Linked DNA regions of Anser cygnoides: region 1 is linked to region 2. Evidence: chromatin contacts called from public Hi-C data. All regions are on one chromosome and are shown on one strand. The core of a region is the stretch at or near the end of the contact, and the rest is flanking DNA. Distances in the headings are between cores, read along the strand shown. Region 1 holds the start of SMYD4 (SET and MYND domain containing 4). Region 2 holds the start of PITPNA (phosphatidylinositol transfer protein alpha).

What was found. A called contact is a pair of places that touch in the nucleus more often than the background predicts.
Region 1: a contact with region 2 is called in a Hi-C map of liver, with 2.1 times the contacts expected there. The contact joins the promoter of SMYD4 here to the promoter of PITPNA in region 2. A contact is called at or near these places in 3 of 7 Hi-C or Micro-C datasets (all in liver).

Annotation. Positions count from the first base shown.
Region 1 is chr18:7,515,986-7,522,545 of Taihu_goose_T2T_genome, reverse strand. It overlaps SMYD4 (SET and MYND domain containing 4), which reads left to right and starts at 2,904. Exons shown (of 11, transcript XR_010825751.1): 1 at 2,904-3,078; 2 at 3,161-3,311; 3 at 3,536-3,625; 4 at 4,042-5,200; 5 at 5,518-5,700; 6 at 6,007-6,173. It overlaps RPA1 (replication protein A1), which reads right to left and starts at 2,878. Exons shown (of 17, transcript XM_048067959.2): 1 at 2,725-2,878; 2 at 2,318-2,365; 3 at 1,751-1,829; 4 at 1,059-1,167; 5 at 162-250. The coding sequence starts at 2,838.
Region 2 is chr18:7,383,588-7,389,415 of Taihu_goose_T2T_genome, reverse strand. PITPNA (phosphatidylinositol transfer protein alpha) reads left to right here and starts at 2,840. Exons shown (of 12, transcript XM_066979902.1): 1 at 2,840-2,973. The coding sequence starts at 2,954. It overlaps SLC43A2 (solute carrier family 43 member 2), which reads left to right. Exons shown (of 14, transcript XM_066979901.1): 14 at 1-2,326.

The DNA.
Region 1 (6,560 bases), core at 1,655-4,154, 130 kb before region 2:
ACAGAAAGGATTTTCGAGATACAGACATTAGTGCTGGAGGCATAAGAAAGCTGAACATGCTTGACTGCTTCTTTTTAAAGGCAAAGAAAGAAAGACAGCTGAAAGACTATCATAACAGATAGTGCGTTCAGATGAGCTATTTGTTCACAGAGGATACTCACCTTCGTTGTACGGCACTGGATTGCCAATATTACCACCAACCATATCAGCAGTTTTCAGAACATCTAAGTCCATCAAGATAACCACTCTCCTACAAACACAAAATAGACAATTATAAAAGACTTTCACTCTCTCTGCAAGTCTATCAGGCTGAGTATCCTTTCTGCGCAGATACCAGAAGCAACCATTAGGGGCTGATTCTTCTTACAAGGGATGTGGAAAACAAAAGCTCTCCACTGTCAGCTTGACCCTCTCATGATGTACAAATAGGCCTGAAAAAGTATCACGTTTCACCAAGGACGGCCGATGGCAGGCTGCATGGGCACACAAAAATGGGTTGAAACAGTGTTTTAAGAGTATTGAAACCATGCCAGATTTCACAAGAGAATCCGTTTCCTGCCTCAAAAGAAGTTATGTTCCCTCCAGAAAACTGTGGAATAAAAACAGATGCAGAACCTCCTATCGTGTTCTCCCAGACAGACACAGCTTTTAGATGATCGCTTCAATCAGATCACTTCTCATTTTACCATGCCTAACTTGCTTCTCTTAAAGTCTCATAACAGACCAAAGATTTTACAACACCTAAGCAACATGCAATCTTCACTGTTTCTTTACCACATCGGGTAGTTTTAAGTGAATTGAAAAAAAACAGTATGATTTAACAGTATTCCAACTGGAAGTCTTCAATTACTAAGTCACTATGCTAGGCACACGTGCACCTGCTGCAGTCACATTCTGTAAGTGCCTGCGCTGTGTATTTTCCCTCCTGCACCCTAAAGTCTTATTATTTTCAGATAATCCTAATCAAAAGGATTTGGTCTTTGCTTAGTCACCCAGGACAGAGCACCTGCTAGCACAGCTGTCCTTCTGTAGAACCATACTTGAAGAAATGTATGTACCTTCCATCTTTTAAGCTGTTGACAATGAATCTGTTAACCTGGCAAATACACTGGGCTGATAAGCGTTCCTCTTCCACGAGAGAGTTCAGCTGCGTTGCCAACATGAAGGCTGCAAAAATAGGAGAAATATGCTGAAACAATTAACTCACGCCAGCCTTAAGAGGGTCTGCCACAACTGGACACTTTTCCAGCCAGCCTACTAGCATTACATTAGACCTATAACTTGCTCAGTTAACTAGCACATAGCAAACAGTGTAACAACTAACAAGTCGCCAACACTGAACATAGACTTAATTGTATTTATTCCCCAAACTTCAGAGTGCAACAATAGAATGGCAGAATCACTTAGGTTGGAAAAGACCTCTAAAATGATCATATATTAAAGAAGTCAGAAAAAGACTAAGACAAACTACTTTAAAAACCTGCATTACAAAAACATACATAGATGTCTGTATTTTCATTGTATCCTACAGCAAGTTAATTGCTTCAACCTCACAAAGAAAGTTCCAGAGAAGGAATTTGTCTGAGCGTTAAAATGCAGCTGCACACTTCAGAGTCTGCAGTCCCCACTTACACCACATTCTCATTTAATACTTCTTTCATCACTATGCAACATGATGTCAAATCTGAAACTTCAGCACCATCAGTATCGCTCCACTTACAAAAATCTCACGGCAGCTTTTCATACTTACAGGACAGCGTGTTAACCCCGTCGCTCATCAACACTCGGTAACGTGGAGGCCCATTTCCTGTAGCAATGGCCCGTGTATTCTACAGGGAAAACACCGGATTGTTACTTCCTCCTCATTTCCTCAGAAGCCCTTCAAAAACATGAATTGACACCTTCTAGACATTAGGAGGAAATTCTTTACTGTAAGGGTGCTGAAGCACTGGAACAGGTCACCCAGGGAAAGTGTGGATGTCTCATCTCTGGAGGTGTCCAAGGCCAGGCTGGATGGGGCTCTGACAACCTGATCTAGGGGGTGGCATCCTGCCCGTAGCAGGGGGTTGGAGTTAGGTGGTCTTTAAGGTCCCTTGTATGATTAATAAGCAAAGTGAACTTGCCTACCTTGAACGCAGCTATCAACTGCACAGCTCAAATCACACAAAACCTATTACTCTAAATGACATCGAGGGCACATCAGCCACACTGGGCTCCTCCGCACAGCACTCCTGACTGCAGCACAGCCCCGCTCCACCTCCCACGTTGAAGCTGACCACCGACCCGCCAGCAGCAAGAGGCGGCCGGGAGTACTCACGATGACTTGCAGCACAGGCTTCGTGACGCTCTCCCCCTGCATGATGGCCTAGAGAGGAGAAAAAGAGAAACTCAGCGAGATGCCACCGCCACGCGAGCTTGGAGGAGGCCCCGGGGGGGGGGGGGGGTGTCCAGGGACAGGCTGGCACCAGCGGGCCCACCAGAGGCTCTCAGGGCCGGGGCCACCTCAGAGCACGGCACCGCGCCGCTCCCCTCAGCACCGGAGCCTGCACCGCGTCCCCGCCGCCCTCCCCGGGCCGCGCCCCCGGCCCCGAGCCCTCCTCGCCAGGCCTCGCACAGCCTTCGCGCCCCGCCACAACCCGAACCGGGCCCGAACCGAGCCCAGGCGGGCCCAGACACGTTCCCCCGCCCGGTCCCGGAGCGCGGGGCCGCCTCGGGGCCGCTCACCGCGATGGCGCCCTCGCTGAGCCGCACGCTCATGGTGCCGCCGCTCCCGCCGCGCTCCGCCACCGCCAAATCCTCCCGCCGCTCCGAGCCGCGCTCCCGCTTCCGGCGCGTCATGACGCCAGCAGTCCCAGCGTTCCTATTGGCTGCCCGGCCCCGTACGGCGGAAGCGCTCCCGGGGTTCACCCGGCTGGGCGCCGCCATTAGGCGGTGGGAGCGTGGCTCCATGGCGCTGCCGGTGGAGGAATGGCGGCGCTGCGCCGCGCGGTGCCGGGCCGCGCTGGGGCCGGCGCTGAGGGAACGGCTGGAGGCGGCGCCGCCGGGCGAGGCGCTGCGGGTGGCCTGCGGCCTCCTCAGGTGAGCGGTGGGGCCGGAGGGACCGGGACAAGCCGGGCCGGGCCTAACGGTGCTGATACCCCCCCTTCCGTTGTCCCGTTAGGCCCGGAGCGGAGGAGGCGGCGGCCCTGCAGCGGCTGTGCCGCCGGGCGCGCACCGGCAAGGAACCGGCGGCCGCTCGCTGGTACCGGGAGGAGGGGAACCGGCGGTTCGGCGGCTGCTGCTACGGTGATGCTGCGCTGCTCTACTCGCGGGTACGGGGCTCATGGGGCGTCCCCCCCCGCGGTGTTTGTGTTCCCTCCCCCCCGGTGTTTGGGGTCCCCCCCCCCCCCGTGTTCGGGGTCCCCCGAGGCCCGGTGTTTGGGGTTTCCCCCGTGAGGGAGCATCCGGGTGACGAGGGTCCCGCTGAGGGTGCCCCCGGTGAGGCACAGCCCGTGGTGCCCCCCCGTGAGGCAGCGCCCTCCGTTCTCCTCCGCAGGCAGCGTCCCACGAGCTCCCCGGCAGCCCCGAGGCGTCCCTGTGCTTTGCCAACCGCTCGGCTGCTCTCTTTCACCTCGGCCACTTTGAGGTAAGAGGTTTTGGGGCGCCCCTGAGGGGTGGTGGCTGGGCTCCTGAGCGTCCTGGAGCAGATCAGTGTGCACAAGGGGAAATAGGGCAAAGAAAAGCCCAAGCGGTATCTGAGGTGTTGGCATGCAATGTCTGCACGGGGGGCCTCAGGTGGCTGCTTCTGTAAAGGCCGCAATAACGACAGGTTGTCAGAGCAAGAGAGGTAAGCTGCTGAAGCTGTGCTCAAAGCTTCCATCGTTACTTAGACTTCCACGCTTTCCTTCTTATTCTATGTTAGGAGTTTTTATCTGGCCGCAGATTGGCTATGAACGGGAAATTTGCCGATTAACAGTCTTACTAAAACATGTTGAATCTTAGACAGAATAAAAGTGCACGTGATTTTCAAGTACATTTAAAAGGCCTTATCTTTGTTTCTAGGTTTGTTTGGAAGATATTGCCAGGGCTCAAAGTCATGGCTATCCAGACAGACTGCTGCCCAAGGTCTTGCTGCGGAAAGCTGAATGCCTGCTGTGCTTGGGGAGGGTACAGGATGCAGCAGACACCCTCGCTGCAGTGGAAAATAAAATTGCTCTGGATGGGATTATGACTAGTCCTGCACACCAGACGCTGCTGAAAAAGTTAAATCAACTGAAGCTTAAAGTACTTGAGAGAGAGAGCTGTCCAGAGGCTGCACGAGAAACGTGCGGTGATACTCAAAGAGAGCCAGAGATCTGGGAAGAGAACGACAGTATTTCAGGTGCGTCTTCATCTTTGAGCTTGAAGTTCAATACAGAGAAAGGACGTCACTTGGTGGCCTCACGGGACATCCTGCCAGGACAGAACCTGTTGAAAGAGGAGGCCTTTGTAAGCGTGCTCTGCCCAGAAGAAGGGGAGAGCTGCCTGCTACAGGACAGCGGTGAAATGGTGTGGGATACTCGATTCACTAACGCAGATCTTTATTGCCACCGTTGTCTGAAGCAGCTTTTAGCCTCTGTGCCTTGCCGTGGGTGCAGTTATGCAAAGTACTGCAGCCAAAACTGTGCAGATACGGCATGGGAGCAATACCACAGGACAGAGTGCTCCTTGGGAGCGCTGCTTCTCACGTTAGGGGTCTTCTGCCACGTTGCTTTAAGGACTGTTCTACTGGCAGGATTTTCAGAGGTTAGCAGGCTGGTGGAGCAGTCCCATGATGATGATGAAGATCTTCATAACACCAAGGCAAGATGTAAACATCCCAGTGAGGCACCAGATACGAGAACTGGAACCAGAGGTATCCCTGGTTGTAATGATAATGGCCAGTACCAGAGTTCTTACCGAGCTGTGTTCAACCTCTTGCCACATGCTGAGAAGCATAGCCCTGAACATAAGTTCCTTTGCATGCTGAGTGTAGTAGCTATATGCAGGAAACTGCAAGAAGCCGGTCTGGAGGCTGCTGTTCTGAATCAGGAATCGTCTGAGAAGGGGTCCGGAACTAAGGCATGTGAAAAAACATCTGATGAGCTGTCTCCAGAGCTGCAGATTATGGCAGAAGCAATGCTGAGGCATGTGTTGCAGCTGCAATGTAATGCACAAGCGATCACTGTAATGCGGGAGTTGGGTAAGAAAAACTTTTAAGCTCTTCTTTGTTATCCTTGCTTATCTGTTTCATGTGAAGCAGAGAGCTATAGAAAGCTCCTGTTACAGATGGGAATGACTTGCTTAAAATTAATGTCCTGTCCCATGCCAGCCTGTTCTTTGGTGCATACGTAGATGATATTTAGCTATTTTTTATTGTAGCAATACACCAGAAATCTTTCTGTTAAAAGAATCTTCTAGGGAAATAGTCTCTCTAGGGAAAGAATCTTTCTAGTGTCCAATTTGTGACGGGTTACAGAGAATTCATTCTTAACATACTTGTTTTTCCTCTTTCTTTAGGGTCTGGAGATGGTGCTGTTGTAAATAAGAAACCCGTGCGCCTGGCAACAGCCTTCTTCCCTGTCCTCAGCCTTCTGAACCATTCGTGCAGCCCCAATATCAGTGTGTCATTTAGTGGGACAGCTGCCACTGTCAGGGCATCACAGCCAATCTCAAGCGGCCAGGAGATTTTCCATTGCTATGGTAAGTGTTAACTCTGTCTCAAGACACAGACATCCTTTCACCTCTGCTTGGCACACTGACTGATAGCTAATAATATCACGATTCCCAGTCTAATGTTGCTAGAGTCTTTGTTTATGTATGAGCCTTGATCAAAGCTATCAAACCAAGTGTTTATCTCTTAAGCCCACTATCACGCTTTCACAGTCTCCGGTTTTGTACTCCCCAAAAGATGTTCCGTTTAGTCTCCGTTTTAACAAAGATAGATTTTAGGCTAATGTTAGGAACTGTACTTGTTCAGCGCTTTCTACCTTTGCCATCCTTTTGCAGGGCCTCACCGATGTAGAATGAAGGTTGCTGAGAGACAACAGCTTCTCAGTCAGTATTTCTTTGAGTGCCACTGTCAGGCGTGCCTTGAGGAGTTAGAGTCTGGCGACAAGAGTGTGGTGTCCGTGAGGAACTCATTTTGCTGTCCTAGCTGCCAGGCTTCAATGCAGGTAGTTCCTCCATAATTATGATTGTTTAACATGATCAGGATGTGTAATGTTTGGGTCTCTGGGAAAGGCAGGATTTAAAGACCTGTGTCCATGACCTGCAGAGTCAAGGCAGTATCTCACTGTTCTGAGCAGCTTCCTTGCAAAGTTCTTGTTTGTCAATCTTCCAGCATTAGAGGGAAAATACTGCCCTTAACAGGAAGTTAAAATCCCTTGGAACCTGCAGGAGGAACCTCATAATATCAGGGGGATATAGTACTGGGTGGAGGGGGATATTTAGGAAAGAAAATTGGGGCCTGAAGTCTAGAACATGGTGTAATTGCAGGGGCTCCGTGTAGTGAGAGTCTCACTATCTGCAGCTCACAGGATGGAAATGAAAACAGCATGTAG
Region 2 (5,828 bases), core at 1,591-4,090:
GATCTGATCTCATGGGGTGTAATTTACTCTGACAGTTGTGAACTAAATTAATTTTAAAAGCAGTCTCAAACTTATCTACAAAACTGTATCTGCATGCTAGATGTGCACATCCTCTACTAATTGTGGCATAACTGCTTAAATGCTGCACCTTCTGCAGGGGTCGGCTCTAAGAAGATAAACAGAGTATTCTGGCTTCAGCCTTTTCTAAATGTTGCCTTGGATGCTGCAGAAACAAACTGTTGAGATGGTCCTCTTAAGCATGATTGTTCAGGGGCAGTTTGCCTTTTTTGTTGATGCTTATGGAAATGTAATAATTACATACATTTGTAATGGAAAATAGCATTGCTGCTTTCTAGCCAAGTGATGCAGGACTGAGAAAATTCCCAGTGCACTCTTCTGTGTGCATGAGCCATCCTGTGGAAAAAATAAGTGGGCTACCAAATACTAGAGAGCCACATAAATTAGATCAATAATGAATTTACCTTTATAACTCAAATATAGGTCAATGTGTTTCCCTATCACTCATATTAGAAGGGTAAGGAGCGGGTGAGGAGGTGGTCATGGAAAAAGCCTCATCCCCTCAGTACAAGCATCCCCACCTGAATGTAATGAAGCAGAAACCTAAGCTGTGGGTGCCTGCCATTTGTAGGAGCCTTCTGTCAGGGGTGTTGCCGTGCAAAGGTGACTGTACCTTTTGGAAATGCCGCTCCTGGTCTCTACAAACCCTCATGCATTTAATATGCATCTTTTTTTAAAAAACAAAAACAAAAAAAAACTGAATGGGGAAGGAAGGGTGATTGCTTTTTCCTTTCACTAATTTGTCAATACCTAAGTCCCATCAACAATCTACAAAGTACATCAACAAGCAGTGCATGTTGCCATTAAGAGTAGCAGAGAATATCTGTGGTGTTTTTTCTAATCAGGACTGGTAACTGTATTCAGTTACTGACAGAGTATCTGGATCCTTAAGATGTAACTGGACACGTGTACAAAAATAAGAAAAGAACAAATCTTGCTGGGAGTCCAACTTAGCTGCAACACAGCTACAAGTGAAACATTTAACTTCCACAACAAAGCCTGAGCTCTTCATGCTCTCTACAAAGGAAAATTGTAGGATAACGAGATTTTTAACTAAGACAGTAAATCACTAAAATGTTTTAAAGTAAGAAATTTCCCTCGTGACAGGTTGATGGATTTGGGAAATATGCCACAAAATATAAAGCAGATACTGCAAGGGAAAAAGAAAAACTTCAAGTTTTGTTAAATTTCTGCTTTGAGCATTTTTTTTTCCTGCATCTGCAGAGCTTTTTCTATTTCCCCACTTCCCAGTTTAGAAGTGCAAAGTTATTCATAATAGAAAATGATATTACACTAAGGTTACTGATGGGAAGGGCCTGAAAAAAAAACCAAACCCAACACTGACAATTAAAAAAAAAAAAGACGCTCCTGATGACATGTCACCATTATAATCTCTGGAAATAGCTGAAACAATGATGTATTATGTAGATGCATTCCGACATATTAATTATAAACCCTACAGCTTGTTTTTCTACCTGTGCGGTTCTGCCTGTCTCTGCGCGATCTGTTTTTATCAGGTGTGCTGTGCTCCATGCTGTTGTCCTCTTCCTAGCACCTGACCCTCATCAACTTGCTTTTTTATTCCTGGAATAATCCCCTCCCCTCCTTTTTTTTAGATGTCCCCCCTTTACAACCTGACAGCCTCCACTTCTTCCTGTCCCTGAGATTTTTGTTTTGTGGCGTGTTTGTCAAAGCTAAAATGTAAGCGCCCTGTGGCAGGCCAGCGTCATCTTTTGTGTCTGTAAGGTGATGTGCATTCTTGCAGTGCTATCTAAAAATAAATGTGGTATTAAGTTAATCATTAGTTTTCCTTTTCAGGCTGAACATAATACAAGTATTGCTTGCTTCCTAACAAGACTATGTAAGCCTGAGCGCTTTACGCAGTGCTGTCTGCCAAATTGCTTGGCTGCACTTCGAATGCTTCCTTGTCCTTTTCTTCTCTAGGTAGGAGCTCACAGCCAGATTTCAATTAATCTTCATCTGAGGAAAAAATCTCAATGCATTAGTATTTATTATTATTTTTAATTTAGATAGCAGGTTGAGAAAGAGATCAGGCTTTACCAAACAGGATGACCTGGTATCCAGTAGTGACAGATAAATGTGTGTAGCCTTAGGTGGGAGCGTTACAGCAGAGGTGCTGGGTGCGAGTGGAAAAGCCGCACGTTTCAGTTATCCACGCTTGAGCTTGGTGATGCTGAACATATAGTGCTCGATTTTCCAGTCAAATAAAGGTGATCCTTGCTCTGTGTGATTGCAGTGATGAAGTAGTACAGCTGGTGCTCTTTAGCTATTTTCCTGCCTTAAACAGAGGTCACGCACACAGAGACCTACACTTCCATTTTTTATTATTATTTTAAGATATCTTTAGATATTTCACGTCATCGTTAATGCCAAGTGCACCTCACATCACCGAGGACTCGCCATAAACCTTGCCCCGCCGGCCCCGCGGAGCCCCATTCCCTGAAAAAAACACTCCTTGGCATCATCCCCTAGGTCTCTACATTAGCACCACGTCATTTGCCAGCCCCTTATTACACAAAAAGAGCAGTTTTTAGAGGCTGAACCCCAGTAAAAAGGGGGGGGGGGGGCGGCTCAGCGCTGATGGGACCGAGGCGGGAAGCACTGAGGCGGGAAAACCTCCCCCCCCCCCCCCCCCCCCGTAATGGCCTCCCGCGAGGCGTGCGCGCGCGACGCCTGCGCGCCGCCGTGACGCAGCGGTTGCCGCGGCAACGCCCCGCCCCCTGCTCCCGCCGCCCCGCTCCCCCCTCCCCTCCCGGTTCCCCCCCCCCCCCCTTTCCCCTCCCCTCCCCTCCCCGTCCCGGTGCGGCGCGGAGCGGCCGGGAGGCGCCCGGTGCCGTGAGCGGGAGGCGCCGCCATGGTGCTCATCAAGGAATAGTGAGTGCGGGCAGCTCCTTCTCCCCGTCTTCCCTTCCTCCGTTGTGGCCTCCGGTCACCCAGCGGTGCCTCTGAGGAGCGGCGGAGCTTTGGGGGGGGGGTGGGGGGGGGGAGAAAGGCCCGGCCGGGCCCCGGTGCCGGTGTGGGAGGGAAGGACGGGCACGGGGGGCGCTGTGTGAAGGTCGCGGAGGCGGCTGTGAGGTGAAGGAGCCCCCCCCTCCCCGGGAACCGGAGGCCACAAGCGGGGACCGGCCTCCCGGTGCTGCTCCCCCGGGCCCGGCGGCCTGCGGAGCCTCACGGGGAGGGGGGGGCGATTTGGGGCTCGGTGCCCCCCCCCCCCCCCCCTTTTTGGTCTTCCCGGCCCTTCAGCACCGGCTGTGTACCGGGGTACGGGTGTCCCCCACCCGGGGGAACCCGCCTGGACCGGGAGAGGGGCTGCCAGGGCAGGGGGTTGGGGTTTTCCTCACAGGGACGCAGCGGTGGCAGGGATCCTGCCCCCATCTAAATGACAAGCTCGGTGTTTTATCGCCCTTGTCCTTTCCTTTAGCCGTGTGATTTCTAGCTAGGAACTCAGCGAGGACTTCAGTGTGCCGGAGAGCTCCGAAATACGTCTCGGTGCGCAGCCCTCACCTTGGAGTTGGTCGCCGTTGCTGCGGGGTTGTTCTGCCCGACAGGGACAGGGTGGAAGGCAGGCTGCGGGCAGGCTGGCGGATCCGTCCCAGCTGTGTGTAACTATTAGTCACACCGCTGTGCCCAAGTCTTTTGTTCGGCGCCTTTCTGCCTGCTAACGTGGTGTGCTCTTTTGGACCGGTGCACTTTGGTTAGGTGGCTTGGAGCTGGGCGCACCGCTGCACGGCTCTTCTGTCAGCTCTCAAGGCTCGGATGTTCAGTTTACATTTGGTTTTCCTACCTGCATCCTGTCCTTTTAAACTTCTTCTGACTGATAGAAAACACTTTTTTTTTTTCCCCTCTTCTTTTCTTATGCGCTGATCCCAATGACAAAGTGGGTTTTCAGGTCTTCTCTCAGACACATTTACCTACATGACAGTGTCCTCCTTGTAGCAATTGCTTTGTCAGATCATGGATGTGCTTTGGATCTAAGTATTAAAACTCTGAGGAAGGTTGTGCTGATCCTTGTAGTTGTCTTTAAGCTTGAATAACTTCCCCCCCCAATCTTTAAACCCGTGCCATTTTTATCCAACAGTAGGGGTGTAGAATTTAAGAGCTGGTCACTGTAACACAGAGGCACTGTTACCTTCTGTAGTGCTAAACTGGATAGCAAACAGAAGCATTGGCTGAGCACTTAGTTTCAGATGCATGAAAAGCTAATTAATTTGTTCTTCTATAACATCTATTTCATTGAGATTTCCCTATTAATTTAGTTGGTTAATGTACTTTGCTTCTTACAGCACCTGTCTGGTTTATTTCTATTCAAATTCATGTGTGTTTCCTGGTTTTCCTTTCCAGTTTGTTGCCCTGTACTGCAGTAAAGCCCACTTGCCAGTGAGCTATGCTACCTACAGAGCATCACGTAAAGATGGGAACATCGCTACTTTAAATTGTCAGGCTTCTGCGTTTAAAGTCAATTTTGAGAAGGATCACTTCCAAAAGTCGTTTTGCTTGCTATTATCATTTACCTCACCAAATCAGTGTACATACTGGTCTTATATGCTGCTTATTCCTGAAAGAAAATGTGGAGTAGACATTAAGACAAAGGTTAAAAAAGCAGAATTACTGAATTTCTTTCTTTTTACAGGCTTCCATTTCTTTTTTCAGAAGGGTCACCAAACCCTTTGAGTCTTGTTCGCTATATTGTCCTGTTCCTTTTCTCTCAGTCTCTGTTAAGATGTCCTCATGTGGCTCTAAGGACAGTCAAGGTTGCCACTGTCCATTAAAAACTTGTGCATTGACTTTGGACTTCTTGGGATTCCCAACTGGTTCCAACAGTTGCGCATTCTGAGTTGTCACTGTTGGTTTTGGTATTAATCATCCTTGACGTTGTATGTAAAAGTCACCCATCTTGCACGCTGTTGGGGAACTCTTGTGTTCTAGGAAGCAGTTATTTAAGGCGTATGGGAACAACTTTTTTTGGCGTGACCTGGATAGTCAAAGTCATTCTGTTGCCTGTGTTTAGTTCTGGTTGCCCCAGTGCTGCAGTCAGGTACCTTGCTGCCTGCCCGCCGCTGTAGGTGGCAGAAATACAAGCGAGTTGTAGCTGTGCGCCCTCTGAGCAGATTGTTCTTCCACCGCTGTGACCCCTCGTCACATCCTCCCTACTAAATCAAATGGGTATTATTATGTGCTCCGTAGGTATTTTAGGAGATATTACAGATATAGAACAATATAACAAAAAGCCTGTATCACACCTTTTATTCCCAGACAATCTGCATCATCTGTCTTTTCTGTGCAGCTTCTTTCACTGGTGGTTATGCAGTGATAGCTTTAAAGTGTACCTTTGGTGTCCTATCAATCTTTCAGACTTATCTTTCATTTCTACCTATCCGTACTCTGGATAAGCTGCATGGTTGGGTTTTGTGCGTGGGTGAGAGGGTTGTTGCGTTTTGGTTTTGGTTTTCTTTGTCTCTTTGGTTGGTTTCAGTTGCAAAGTTTGTAAGTGCTGGTTAAGATCTTGCATGCTTGCACGCTCTCCCTATTTTGATTTAAACTGCGTCGGAAGACCTTGAGGAGAATCTGAGTATAGAGAGTCGCTTCCCTTTCCTGTGAAGTGACGATAATGACACTGACCTTCTCTGCAGCTGTACTTCCCTTTGCTGTCATTCGAGGCATATTTTAATCTAGGAGGAATCTTAAACGTTCTTTATCATTTTCAGGCCTTTGATGTGGCAGGCAACCAC